Regions from separate parts of the Hordeum vulgare genome. Here region 1 is linked to region 2. A link is a contact called in public Hi-C data. All regions are on one chromosome and are shown on one strand. The core of a region is the stretch at or near the end of the contact, and the rest is flanking DNA. Distances in the headings are between cores, read along the strand shown.

Region 1 (7,403 bases), core at 3,287-5,786, 170 kb before region 2:
TCGGGGAGAACACAATTTCGTCTTGAAATTTTAGTGAGAGATCACCTCATAATGCTACCGTCATTCTAAGCAAGATAAGGTGCATAAAGGATTAACATCACATGCAATTCATAAGTGACATGATATGGCCATCATCATGTGCTTCTTGATCTCCATCACCAAAGCACCAGCACGATCTTCTTGTCACCGGCGTCACACCATGATCTCCATCAACGTGTCACCATCGGGGTTGTCGTGCTACTCATGCTATTACTACTAAAGCTATGTCCTAGCAATATAGTAAACACATCTGCAAGCACAAACGTTAGTTTAAAGGCAACCCTATGGCTCCCGCCGGTTGTCGTACCATTGACGTGCAAGTCGATATTAACTATTACAACATGATCATCTCATACATCCAATATATCACATCACATCGTTGGCCATATCACATCACATCGTTGGCCATATCACATCACAAGCATACCCTGCAAAAACAAGTTAGACGTCCTCTAATTGTTGTTGCATGTTTTACGTGGTGACCATGGGTATCTAGTAGGATCGCATCTTACTTACGCAAACACCACAACGGAGATATATGAATTGCTATTTAACCTCATCCAAGGACCTCCTCGGTCAAATCCGATTCAACTAAAGTTGGAGAAACCGACACTCGCCGGTTCTCTTTGAGCAATGGAGTTACTCGTAGCGATGAAACCAGTCTCTCGTAAGCGTACGAGTAATGTCGGTCCGAGCCGCTTCGATCCAACAATACCGCGGAATCAAGAAAAGACTAAGGAGGGCAGCAAAACGCACATCACCGCCCACAAAAACTTTTGTGTTCTACTCGAGATTACATCTACACATGAACCTAGCTCACGATGCCACTGTTGGGGAACGTCGCATGGGAAACAAAAAATTTCCTACGCGCACGAAGACCTATCATGGTGATGTCCATCTACGAGAGGGGATTTCCGATCTACGTACCCTTGTAGATCGCACAGCAGAAGCGTTAGTGAACGCGGTTGATGTAGTGGAACATCCTCACGTCCCTCGATCCGCCCCGCGAACCGTCCCACGAACCGTCCCACGATCTAGTGCCGAACGGACGGCACCTCCGCGTTCAGCACACGTACAGCTCGACGATGATCTCGGCCTTGTTGATCCAGCAAGAGAGATGGAGAGGTAGATGAGTTCTCCGGCAGCGTGACGCTGCTCCGGAGGTTGGTGGTGATCTAATCTCAGCAGGGCTCCGCCCGAGCTCCGCAGAAACGCGATCTAGAGGAAAAACCGTGGAGGTATGTGGTCGGGCTGCCGTGGCAAAAGTTGTCTCAAATCAGCCCTAAAACCCCACTGTATATAGGAGGGAGGGAGGGGAGGAGGCAGCCTCAAAACGTAAAGGTTTGGCCGAAATTGGAGGTGGAGGAGTCCTACTCCAATCCTACTTGGAGTAGGATTCCACCTTCCCACTTGAAAACTCTTTCCACCTTGTGTTTTTTCCTTCTCAAACCTTATGGGCCTTAGTGGGAACTTATTCCAGCCCACCAGGGGCTGGTTTATCTCTTCCCATAGCCCATGAGACCCCTTGGGGCGTGACACCCCTCCTGTTGGTCCCCGGCACCCCTCCCGGCACTCCCAGTACACTACCGATGAGCCCGAAACCTTTTCGGTAATGCACGAAAACCTTCCGGTAACCAAATGAGGTCATCCTATATATCAATCTTCATTTTCGGACCATTCCGGAAACCCTCGTGATGTCCGTGATCTCATCCGGGACTCCAAAAAACATTCGGTAACCAACCATATAACTCAAATACGCATAAAACAACGTCGAACCTTAAGTGTGCAGACCCTGCGGGTTCGAGAACTATGTAGACATGACCCAAGTGACTCCTCGGTCAATATCCAATAGCGGGACCTGGATGCCCATATTGGATCCTACATATTCTACGAAGATCTTATCGTTTGAACCTTAGTGCCAAGGATTCATATAATCCCGTATGTCATTCCCTTTGTCCTTCGGTATGTTACTTTGCCCGAGATTCGATCGTCAGTATCCGCATACCTATTTCAATCTCGTTTACCGGCAAGTCTCTTTACTCGTTCCGTAATACAAGATCCCGCAACTTACACTAAGTCACATTGCTTGCAAGGCTTGTGTGTGATGTTGTATTACCGAGTGGGCCCCGAGATACCTCTCCGTCACACGGAGTGACAAATCCCAGTCTCGATCCATACTAACTCAACGAACACCTTCAGAGATACCTGTAGAGTATCTTTATAGTCACCCAGTTACGTTGCGACATTTGATACACACAAAGCATTCCTCCGGTGTTAGTGAGTTATATGATCTCATGCTCATAGGAACAAATACTTGACACGCAGAAAACAGTAGCAACAAAATGACACGATCAACATGCTACGTCTATTAGTTTGGGTCTAGTCCATCACATGATTCTCCTAATGATGTGATCCCGTTATCAAGTGACAACACTTGCCTATGGTCAGAAAACCTTGACCATCTTTGATCAACGAGCTAGTCAACTAGAGGCTTACTAGGGACAGTGTTTTGTCTATGTATCCACACATGCACTGTGTTTCCAATCAATACAATTATAGCATGGATAATAAACGATTATCATGAACAAAGAAATATAATAATAACTAATTTATTATTGCCTCTAGGGCATATTTCCAACAGTCCGTTGATTTGAGTTTACACTTTGGGTGGGGCTCGCAACTTAATACCGGAGAGATGTTCTGGATAGATATCTCAAGGTGGATGATTAGTAAGTAGATGCTGATGTCTTGGCGTACTGCCCATTACTATTGAACCTCTAACTATCAAGTAGCATAGTTAGCATTGCGGTGCGATCATAATTCTGTCAATTGCACAACTGTGATTTGTTTACCCAAGCATAGTTGTTTATCCTCTTTTGGGAGAGAGACATCACTAGTGAACATCATGTGACTCCGGTCCATATCATCATCATTGTTTACTCCTCCATCATTTATCACTTTCATTTACTTTTCCGTTGCAGTCACTATTGCTTTCGCTCTTGTGTTTTGATCCTTTGCAAACTACAAGTCCGGAGAGGTTGACAACCTCTCTGTACTCGTTGGGAGCAAAGTTATTTGTTGTGTGTGCAGGTCCACGTCTTCTGCTGACTAGGACAGGAGACCTACTTGTTGAGCCTAGGAGTCCTCCTGGTTCGATAAACCTTACAGTCTCCGTATAAGGAAAATCTGCTGCTGACTACATCTCAACCTTCCATTTGGGGTAACCAACGAGGGGTGAGAAGTATATCCATCAACTCGTCATCAGTTACACCGAAGTGGAAACCTTTGGAAGATGCCTTCGGGTCCCGCGTACGTCTTGATCCCCTTTGCACCAAAGGGGGGCTGCTCTGCTCTGCCATCTGTGGTTTGTCTGTCATTCTTCTGCGTCGCCCTTGACTCCTGAGGCTGGGCCTTGCCTCGAAATGTCCGCTGCTCCGGAGGGGTCCTGAGGAGCCCCCCTGCGGGTCTCGGTGCCGTTCCTCCTCGTGAGGTCTGGCCCCTCACGAGGACCTTGTCGAGCCTGCTGATGCTTGGTCGATGGAGTGGGCCAGTCCTGGACCGTAGACAGACGAGTCTGGGTACCCCCGTTTCCAAAACGCCGACAGGGCTCGCCACCGCGGCGGCAGGGGCCGGCGACAGCGGCGGCAACGGAGCAGAGGAAGGCCGAGCCCGGCGGCGTTGGGATCCCCCCTGGACGCTTCGGAGGAGGCGACGCGTGAGCATTTCTATTTTTTTCATATAAAATACTATTTTTTTTTCATATAAGGTGCGCTGTTACCAGGTTCTTCTTTGTATTTTCACATACAATGCAGCATAGTATAGAGATGGCAACCAAAACACGTCCTGCGTGTCCCGTAAGTAGCAATCAGATAAGATCTGCAGATGGCCCTGACATGTACCTGCCCCAAATCTCTTCACTCCCTCGTGTGTATGCAGCAGTAGTATTATTACTCCTCTGTTTATATCCCGTAACGTACGTACCCAGTGGGATGCCAGCAGTCCAGCACTTCTTTCGTGTGTCCCGTTCTCTACGGACCTACACCTGTCTGCCGCTGTCGCCTCCTCTCCCACTCCACCAGCCAACATCACGACGACCCCGACGTGCCATGCCATGAGTACATCACAGATGGTGCTCTCTCCTCACCAGCAACGAGTTGACAAAAAGCCACGCCCAGTCTGGCCCTGGCGTATCCTGCCGTACTCAACGGATTCAAAATGACCACTCGCGATCTTCTTAATCAAGCGATCGAAACACCAATCAATCAACCAAAATAATAAAGACGCAGCATAAAATGCTGGCGGAAGAGACCAAACCGGACCGAGCCTCCTCTCCCCGTGCGCCGGCGGGCCGGCCCGCCCCGCTGTCCCGCTCTACGGACTCTCGTCTCGAGAAGCGCAAGCCGCGGCCATGAATACGCCTCGCTCGCGAAATGGCGTATTTCGAAAGTTAATCGGAGGTTTAATTAGTAATCCATCTCTCACCGCTCCCATTCTTTCTCTCTCTCTCTCTCTCTCTCTCTCTAGTCGCCTCCCACCTCGTCCCCCTGTTGCGTCCCTCCCCTCCTGCCTTCTCGCTCCGCCCTCCAATCCTCTACACGCAGGCCAGGCCAGGCCAGCTCCCCCGCATCCCCGCCCGCCGCGCGAGAATCCCGAGGAGGGATCGGAGGAGGACGGCCGCCTGCCCCTCCGCCAGCCACCCGGACTCGCCGCCTTGCCGCTCCCTCCCTCCCAGGTGAGCGACGCCGACGCCCCTTCCCCTCGGCCCGAGCTCCGGCAGGGGCTGGGCGCTAATGCCTGCCCCCATGCTTCTTCCGCGTGCCGCGGTTTCTCCCCTCTCCTTCGCTTCCTAGTACGAGTTTCGGATTTCTCGCCGTGTTTTGCACGCGTTTTTTTTTACCCTCTCTGCGTTTCCTGTTGCTGTTCTTCCCTGACGGTGGATGAATTCGGTGGGTAATCATGCGTGGCACGGAATGCGGCTCGCCGGATTCCACGATTTTTTTTTTGGGTGCACGGATTTCCTCGTCGTGTTTTGGATTTTATTTATTTATTATTGATCTTAATTTGCTCGCGAGATCACGGCCTGATCCCTCACCCACCGCAATTCGCAGGTCGAATTCGCCCCGACGGCGTAGGAATCCCCGCAGGAATTCGGCCGAGATTTGATCGGGAGGAGACTCCAATGCGGGCCTCCGCGTAGCCGGAACCGGACCCCGCGCGTCGACAGGGCAGCAGGCCGCCGAGATGGCCCGTGCGCGGAAGCGCGACCGCCTGCGATGGAGCAAGCTCTACACCTTCTCCTGCTTCCGCCAACCCCAAACCGACGAGGCCGCCGGGCCCGCCGCCGTCAGCGGCAGCCCCGTCGGCGGCCCTGGCTTCTCGCGCATCGTGCACTGCAACAACTCCATCCTCCACCGCCGGAAGCCGCTCAAGTACCCCACCAACTACATCTCCACCACCAAGTATAACGTCCTCACCTTCCTCCCCAAGGCCATCTTCGAGCAGTTCCGCCGCGTCGCCAACCTCTACTTCCTCCTCACCGCCATCCTCTCGCTCACCCCGGTCTGCCCCTTCTCCCCCGTCAGCATGATCGCTCCCTTGGCCTTTGTTGTCGGGCTCAGTATGATCAAGGAGGCCCTGGAGGACTGGCGAAGGTTCATGCAGGACATGAAAGTGAACAACCGCAAGGTTAGCGCGCACAAGGGTGACGGTGAATTTGAGTTCCGACATTGGGAGGACCTTTGTGTTGGTGATGTGGTCAGGGTTGAGAAGGACCAGTTCTTCCCTGCTGATTTGTTGCTCTTGTCCTCGAGCTATGAGGATGGCATTTGCTACGTCGAGACAATGAACCTGGATGGCGAGACAAACCTGAAGCTCAAGAGGTCACTGGAGGTTACTCTGCCATTGGAAGAGGATGAAACGTTTAAGGATTTCCGGGGAGTGGTAAGGTGTGAAGACCCAAACGCGAGCTTGTACACATTCATTGGTAACCTGGAATATGAGAGGCAGATATATTCCCTTGATCCGTCTCAGATACTTCTCAGGGACTCAAAACTGAGGAACACAGCCTTCATATATGCAGTAGTCATTTTTACAGGGCACGACAGTAAGGTGATGCAGAATTCAACCGAGTCGCCATCAAAGAGGAGCAGGATTGAGAAGAAGATGGATTTGATCATATATATTTTGTTCACTGTTCTGGTTTTAATATCGCTCATTAGTTCGATTGGTTTTGCTGTGAGGATCAAGCTTGATCTGCCCAGATGGTGGTACTTGCAGCCTCAGAACTCCAACAAATTGGACGATCCAACACGCCCTGCTCTTTCTGGGATTTTCCATCTCATTACAGCACTCATTCTCTACGGGTATTTGATTCCGATCTCACTATATGTCTCTATTGAAGTTGTGAAGGTGGCACAAGCACATTTCATTAACCAGGACATTCATATGTTTGATGAGGAGACTGGCAATACTGCTCAGGCCCGTACGTCAAACTTGAATGAAGAGCTTGGCCAAGTTCATACGATTTTGTCAGATAAAACTGGCACTTTGACCTGTAATCAGATGGATTTCTTGAAGTGTTCAATTGCTGGGGTTTCTTATGGTGTGTGTGCGAGTGAAGTTGAAAGGGCTGCTGCAAAGCAGATGGCATCAGGCGCTGCTGACCAAGATATTCCCGTGGAAGATGTATGGGAGAGTAATGAGGATGAAATCCAGTTAGTGGAAGGAGTTACCTTCAGCGTGGGAAAGACCCAAAAAACCTCGATAAAAGGCTTTAGTTTTGAGGATGACCGTCTTATGCAAGGGCACTGGACCAAAGAACCAAATTCCAACATGATTCTTATGTTCTTCCGGATACTTGCTGTTTGTCACACTGCAATCCCCGAGGTGAATGAGGCAACAGGTGCTCTTACTTATGAAGCAGAATCACCTGACGAGGGGGCTTTTCTTGTGGCAGCCAGAGAATTTGGATTTGAATTTTTCAAGAGAACACAAGCGAGTGTCTTCCTCAAAGAGAAATACACTTCCTCTAATGGCACAACTGAGAGGTTGTATATGTATTTCAAATTGCTGTTATCCTTAGCCTTTCTATGTTCAACTCAGAGTATCTAGCTTTCTGATTGCTATTTATTCATGTATCTTCATCTTCGATTGGGATTTCTTAGGGAGTTCAAGATTCTCAATTTATTGGAGTTCAACAGCAAAAGAAAGCGAATGACGGTAATTATGAGGGATGAAGATAACCGTATTGTTCTTCTTTGCAAAGGAGCAGATACGTAAGATTCTATACCAAATATCTTTTGTTTTCTGATGCTTATTTTGTCAGTTATTACATCAACATGTGCTGTCATCTGTGTTACAGTCTG
Region 2 (6,840 bases), core at 136-2,635:
GATGATGCATACGATATAAAGCAAATCACCATTGGTGGCCCGGGTAGCAGCGACCATTTAGCATGGAACTTCACCAAGTTGGGCTAGTGCAGCGTACGATCAGCTTATCGTCTCTGTATGACGCAAAAAGGACCAAATTCGGACGGCCGGAGTCCTCATCATCGGTTCATAAACATCAAAGCTGGCTTGCGCTCTGGAATACCAATGCTCCTGGGAAGGTAAAGATCCATATGTGGCGTTTGATAAAAAATGGGTTGGCTGTCGGTGCCGAGCTACACCGGAGGAAAATCAAACCATACATTTTTTGCACGGTCTGTGGCAGAGAAGAAACAAATTTGCATTGCTTCTGAGAGTATCCGCATTCAACCATGTTCTGGAAGGTGTTAAGCTCTGAGAAAGGGGTTCCGGTGGCGATCCCGTAGGTGTCTGAAGGATCCCATGGAGAGCTTGCCTCATGGCTGTTGCAGTGGTTTGCGGAGGCGGGGAGCTCGGAGCAGGAGCTTATGGTACATGCTGTGTATGGGCTATGGCTAGCAAGAAATGATGCTAGGGAAGGGAAAATAATTGTGGATCCTAGAGTGATTGCAGATAATGTATATCAGCACATCACAGAATGGACTGCCATTCATATGAAACAACCAAGGAGTACCAACCCAACACCGGTTGTGAGATGGAATCCGCTAGAGCAAGGGTGGCTCAAGGCAAATTCTGATGGAGCTTTGGCAAAGTTACGAGATCGTGGTGGCAGAGGAGTGGTCCTCCGAGACCATGATGGTGCGTACAGAGGGGGTGCATGCTATGTGTTTCGGGATGTCTCTGATTCCGAGGTGGTCAAGTTACTTGCTTGCCGTAAGGCGGTGCAACTGGCGATCCAATCGGAAGCTACCAGGGTGCATGTTGAAGTCGATAGCAAGGGAGTGGCAGCCATGGTGAACGAGCAGACAAAGAACTTGAGTGCGGCAGGCCCAATAGTTGAAGAAATCAAGCTGCTGGGAAAGACTCTCCAAGGTTTCAAAGTTTCGTGGGTTAGAAGGACAGGAACCAGTGTGCACATTTGTTAGTTCGAGAAGGTGTTACTAAGGAACTTTGCAGGTTTTGGCCTAACGAACCCCATGGCTGCATTCTACATGTAATCTCTGATGAAATCCTGGTTGTGGGAGGTTAAATAAAGTTTGATAATGTTTTTTTTAAAAGAAAGCATCATCGCTGTAATCGACTCGAATCGAATCGAACACGATGCCATTCCGGGAAGCCACGGAAAAGCGAGAGCATAGCCCGGCACTTTTTTAGCGACGGCACGAATCGTGATGCGCCATCCGACGGTCCCAGCCAGCTCGGGCTCACACGGCACCGGGCTAAAATCCCCTCCCGACCGCTCCGCCGCCACCCCCCCTACCGTCCACCGCCCCTCATTCTCTCCACCAACCTCACTCGAGCTCTCGAAGCGGCGCAGCTAGGGTTAGCTCCGGCCACGAACCCCTAAACCCCACCACCCTCCCAACGCCATCGCCTACTCCTACCAGGCAATTCAGCCGCTGCGCCTCGCCGCCCGCTTCGATCCGGAGCTAGGGTTCCGCGGGTCTCCGAGCCCCGTTCGGGCGCCGTGGTGGTCGTGGTCTCTGGCGGTGGTATGGCAGGGTACGAGGAGGAGAACCAGGACGCCATGAACGGCTACGAGGAGGACGAGGAGGTGGAAGAGGAGGTCGAAGAGGAGGTAGAGGAGGAAGAGGAGGAGGAGAGGCCCACCGCCGATGGGGCGCGAGATGGAGGAGGTGGAGGGGAGGTCGTTGGTAGCGGAGAGGCCGGTGGCGTGCAAGGCGGCAGGGACGTGCCTGCCGAGCCCGCCGACGGGTCCGGGTGAGTCCGTTGCGCTTTTAGGTTTTTGGTTTGGTCTGTTGGACTGGATGAAGTTTGGTTAACTCGTTTGGTTTGGTCTGTGCTTCTCTACAGGAAAATTTTCGTTGGGGGTGTAGCCTGGGAGACAACCGAAGGTAGATAAGTAATTCCTGTAGGGTATTGCCAAGGATGGGGACGATTTTAGTTTTTAGACCTGTCATACAAAATGCCCCTGCTGTAAGTGACTTCATTACAAACATCCAAAAAGAGTTAAGAACAAAAAAGTAGTTAGGTGCATTAGATCAACATAAACAAACTTATTTTGCATTTACAAGACAAGAGCACCTCAACGTCATTTCATGGCTAGGCTTGATTGTCTGATGAACCTCATCACATGAAAATACAGTGTACTTCTGGATTGCTTATTTCTTCTGTTGTAAGAAGGTTATACATTGTTTTCAGCCGTATATTTTCAATGGGCAAGAACCAAAATTATAACTTAGTGATTTGTGGGCCAACCTAATCTCAGTGATCTTTTACTTCGCACATTGGTCAAGAAAAAGGGGACACAGAGCAAGAATATATGGCTACACATTTCTTGCTATTCTATCTAAAGCCAGTTTGGTGTCTGTTATTAACGATAAAATTCTCCATTCCTGCATGCCTGGCTAGCTTGCTTAGGTGGAACATGTATTTTCATGAATGGTGCCATCATGAAGAAATTAATTAATCTGAGGGAAACTTGCTTGAAAGTTGTGAGATACTGAGATCGGTTTGCTTAGATATCCCAAAAGCATTGAAATTCTGAACTTTGTGTTACAATGTTCACACAAACCTTTTGTTACATGGAGTGGAGGGAGTATATTTCAGGTCAAAATTTTATGCACATATAAAGAAACGAAAACAATAAACTTGGCTCTAAATAGTACTCCCTCCACTCCATATTGCCCAGCGTTTTAGTGTTTTAGCTCCAGCACGCATGATGATCAGGGCAAAGTGTAGATAAAATTGTGCTAGATGGATGCTTATACCCTCAAAACTCAAGAGTAATCTCTCTCTGTCTCTCTTTCTCCATAGCCTTTGGCCATAACTGGCACTGGTCTCTTTTCCCCTCACATGTCGCTCACTCCTATCCCTCCTGTTTCCCCATGCATGCATGTGTAATTGGCTTCCAGTATGGGAAGGGGTGAAATAGGTAATCCGGTTGCGAGAGAAACACAATATGTTCTGTAGTTAAAAAAAAACCCGAAACCAATTTATGCTATGTATTGAGGAACAGAGGGAGCAAATGAACAGTTTTAGCTACTATTTATAGCCGACCTTTTCCTTTTAGTTTCTCTATATGTATGGATTGAGTGTGGATCTGAGATTTTGTTTCATGTTAGATGCATCTTTTATGAATGCTGTATTAAATTCACAAAATTTTAACGGCTATGAATGATAATATTGGTAATTGACTAATTGTAATTGGGGGGTGTTTGGACTGCTATATGTGCTGACTCCTGTTTAGGAAGCTGAAATTCTTTTGTCAAGTTAAATTAGGAAATTGTGATCCATAACGAGTTGATTTGGGTAGGGTAAAGTTCGGAACGTTGGGGATAGGGGAAAGGTAACTTACTTCCAAGTCAGGATGGGAATGGGCCGACCCGGCCCTGGCCTTGGACCTGGCCCTCATGGCCTCAAGGCCAATTTATGAGGCCGCGGGGCGACCCATTTCTTATAAATGCCCATGGCTTTGCTGGCCTGATGGGTATCTCGGGTCGGCCCTGCTTCCTCGCTGGGCACCCCTTGGAGCTGCTGCAGCGGTAGTAACCCCTCGGGTACGGCGACCCCTTGATGGGCTTCTGCCCGTACTTCCTCCACGCTCACAGGTCCGACGGCACCACCTCGCAGCTCGTGCTATGCCGGCCGCTCGCCCCGGCGTCGTCGTCGTCGTCGGGATGCACACCACCATCTTCGATTGGCTCTTCCTGCACGCACGCACGCAACATCGAGTATGGCATGTTTTGACACGTAGTAGTGCCCATCGGTTCGTGTGGAAGCTAGATCAGACAGGTGAGAATATGTTAACCTTGGCTTCATCGCAGGAGGCACACGAGGGTGATGGACGATCGACATGTGCTGCATGTGCTCGCCTATCTCCAGCGGCGGCTCGACCACCATCTCACCTTCCCTCTCGATGCCCGACCGACGAATCATCCCGGCCAGTGGCACTGGATGCGGCCGTGTATATGTCGTCGCCGGCGGTGAATGCAGCGAGATCACGTGATGATCAGATGAGGGAAGCCTAGTATTGCCGCCCACCATCATGGCCACCATTCCCAGCTGCTCATCGCCATGCCCATGGCTGACGAGCAGACCGCCTCCACCAATTCCTCCTTCCAGCAACAGCGAGCTGTACTCCTCCCCCTCATGTCTGCAGCCGGGGTTGGCAGCTGATGAGGCAGGTGCAGGCTTGCCCTGACGACATCGGAGAGGTCTCCTTGCTCGCCCGGCGACAACCAAAACAGGTCGCACGTGATCGACGGCCGCCGATGTCGATCGGTGTTGATTCACTGGTGCAGGTTATGATCGATCAGCCCGCAAAGCGCAGCGCCGTGATCTACCATGCATGCAGATCATCTATATCTACTCTCAGAGGGAGGAGTCAGCCGATCGAGCGAGCACTTGTTGTATATATGTGCTAGCTACACATGTAGTGGTACAAATGAGGGGAAACTGGAAACCCGGGGCTGACTTTTAACACTAGCTAGGGAAGGAAAAGTGGCAGCAAAGCAAGAACCTGCACGGAGGTGGGTCGACCCTGCTGACCCATGGGGTCAGTCGGTGCCGGCTCCGCTGACCCCAACTATGGTTCGAGGCCGACCCACACAACCCATTGGCCTCGATTTTTTGGGCCGGGTCAGTGACCCGGCGGGACGGCACGGCCCATTCCCGTCCTGACTTCCAAGCTACAATTATGTAGAAAATTCTGTAGTGTATGTTTCCATGATAATGTTTGTCTGCGTTCATGTTTTAAGGTTAGCATGGTTTATTCATACCTTGCTGTTGTTTGAGTCCAACAAAGGCTTCTCATGTATATCACTTTCAGAATTTTAGTGGTTGTGCCGGTTAATACTGTGTTGTTATTTGAGTCTAGCAACTGTTTCTCATGTATCTCACTCAGTGCTGTTTAATTTATTTACTTTGGCAGAGGATAAAGGAGTATTATAGTTTCGATGTCACAGTGATCAGTTTGCAGTCTGATAAAGGGTGCTACTTGTTCATTAATGATACTTTGAGTCCGTTCTCTAGCCGTCTGTGAATTTGTTTGCAACTCCTTTGTTTGTTAACTTTTGACCGGTGGAGCTTACCAGTTTTATAGGAGAAAACTACTGATACAACTTTAGACCGTTGGAGCTTACCTACGAAGCACCAATACGGATACGAGTATCAGTATCAGTATCAGGCCGATACTGATACTTAAATTCGCCATTTTGAAAAAGTGCCAATACGGGGGACATGTTTTACAATTTTTTAAATTCAAAAAATAAAGTATGGAAGTTAGGAACACTGTCTTCTTCAGCAAGCGAGCAGAAACTCTTCTAAGCGCATTCAGAATGTCAACTGTGAGCTTTTTACATGCGTGGATTCCTTGGCTCCTTGTCTTCTTCGGCAAATGAGCAGAAAATCTTGAGTAACTCCATATAGTGTTGCCCCCTCCAGGTGATTTCTCTGTAATTGTAACATGGCTCCACAATAGCGCCCTTAGATTCGTAGGTACATCAGGAGGTTCAACAGGAGGAGCCATCTGGAGGAGATGTCAGATGAGAATATGAGATCTTCAGAGGAGAGAGGAGATGAGCTTGGCTGGGTAGGAGAAGAGCAGAAGAGAGATGTACATCACTGGCTGCTGTGTGAGAGGGGATGTTGGTGAAGAATGAGAAGCAGCTAGTCGCCGGCTAGCCGCCGCCACTAGTGCTGGGTGAGCAGCCGCCGGGTACACAGCCGCTGCCTTGTGTGAGCTCGGGAGGGAGGAAGGAAGCTAGGAGGGAAAGGATGGGGGGCATCGGGTACTAGGGTTGCTGGTTGCCTCTTAACTGGGCTGAGTGGGCTCTTAACTGGGCTGGGCCGTATCCAAAAAGTATCGATAGGGTATCCTTCAAGTATCACAATTGTTTTAAATCGTTTATTCTTGGATACTCCACTGATACGTATCGGAGGAATATCGGTATCGGATACGGTATCCGATACGGATTCGCTGGTTCGCTGAAGTATCTGTGCATTCGAGGAGCTTACGGTTAGTTACTAATTAAACACAAAAAAGAGGAGCACAATCTGGACATTTGAATTCACTAAAATTTATGAATTCATTGGAGAAAACTATTAATAGTGTCAATTGTTTCCATCATTGTCGTTACATGAGTTATGATTTTTTATTATCCATTGCTTAGTTTGGCATTCTCACGCCGTATTTGATTGTCTGCAGAACATCCACCAAGCATTTTCAGAAATACGGAGTTGTAACTGATGACTCATTTGGTTGTGTGCAGAAAAATTCACCAAGCATTTTCAGAAATATGGAGCTATAACTGATTCTGTGATCATGAAAGACAAGCATACTGGGATGCCTCGTGGATTTGGATTTGTTACATTTTCTGATCCATCTGTGATTGACAGGGTTCTGGAGGATGAACATACTATAGATGGAAGAACGGTAAGGCCTCCTTTGTTTACAGTTAGGTGAAAAGGTTCTTCTATGTTGTAGCATTAAACAACCAAACATGCAAATCTGAGTGGGTCTGTTCTTACACATTTATCTATTAAGGTTGAAGTCAAAAGAACTGTGCCTAGAGAGGAAATGTCAACAAAAGATGCTCCTAACAAGACAAGAAAGATCTTTGTTGGTGGCATTCCAGCATCTCTAACTGAAGGTACATACAAAAGCAAAAGGTGTTTTCTGGGTGCGAGCAAATTTTCTGAACTTGTTCTCGAGTATTAAGTCATAACCACTTGAATACTCCC

Evidence for each region. Hi-C and Micro-C count contacts between places; a contact is called where the count stands out from the background.
Region 1: a contact with region 2 is called in a Hi-C map of seedling, with 2.4 times the contacts expected there. The contact joins the promoter of LOC123413320 here to the promoter of LOC123413593 in region 2. A contact is called at or near these places in 3 of 6 Hi-C or Micro-C datasets (leaf and seedling) and 1 of 1 datasets of contacts at active chromatin or transcription factors (embryo).

Annotation. Positions count from the first base shown.
Region 1 is chr7H:508,297,915-508,305,317 of MorexV3_pseudomolecules_assembly, reverse strand. It overlaps LOC123413320 (phospholipid-transporting ATPase 6-like), which reads left to right and starts at 4,536. Exons shown (of 11, transcript XM_045106260.1): 1 at 4,536-4,771; 2 at 5,148-7,085; 3 at 7,203-7,313. The coding sequence starts at 5,281.
Region 2 is chr7H:508,121,798-508,128,637 of MorexV3_pseudomolecules_assembly, reverse strand. It overlaps LOC123413593 (heterogeneous nuclear ribonucleoprotein 1-like), which reads left to right and starts at 1,385. Exons shown (of 6, transcript XM_045106529.1): 1 at 1,385-1,857; 2 at 1,951-1,991; 3 at 6,369-6,532; 4 at 6,644-6,749. The coding sequence starts at 1,631.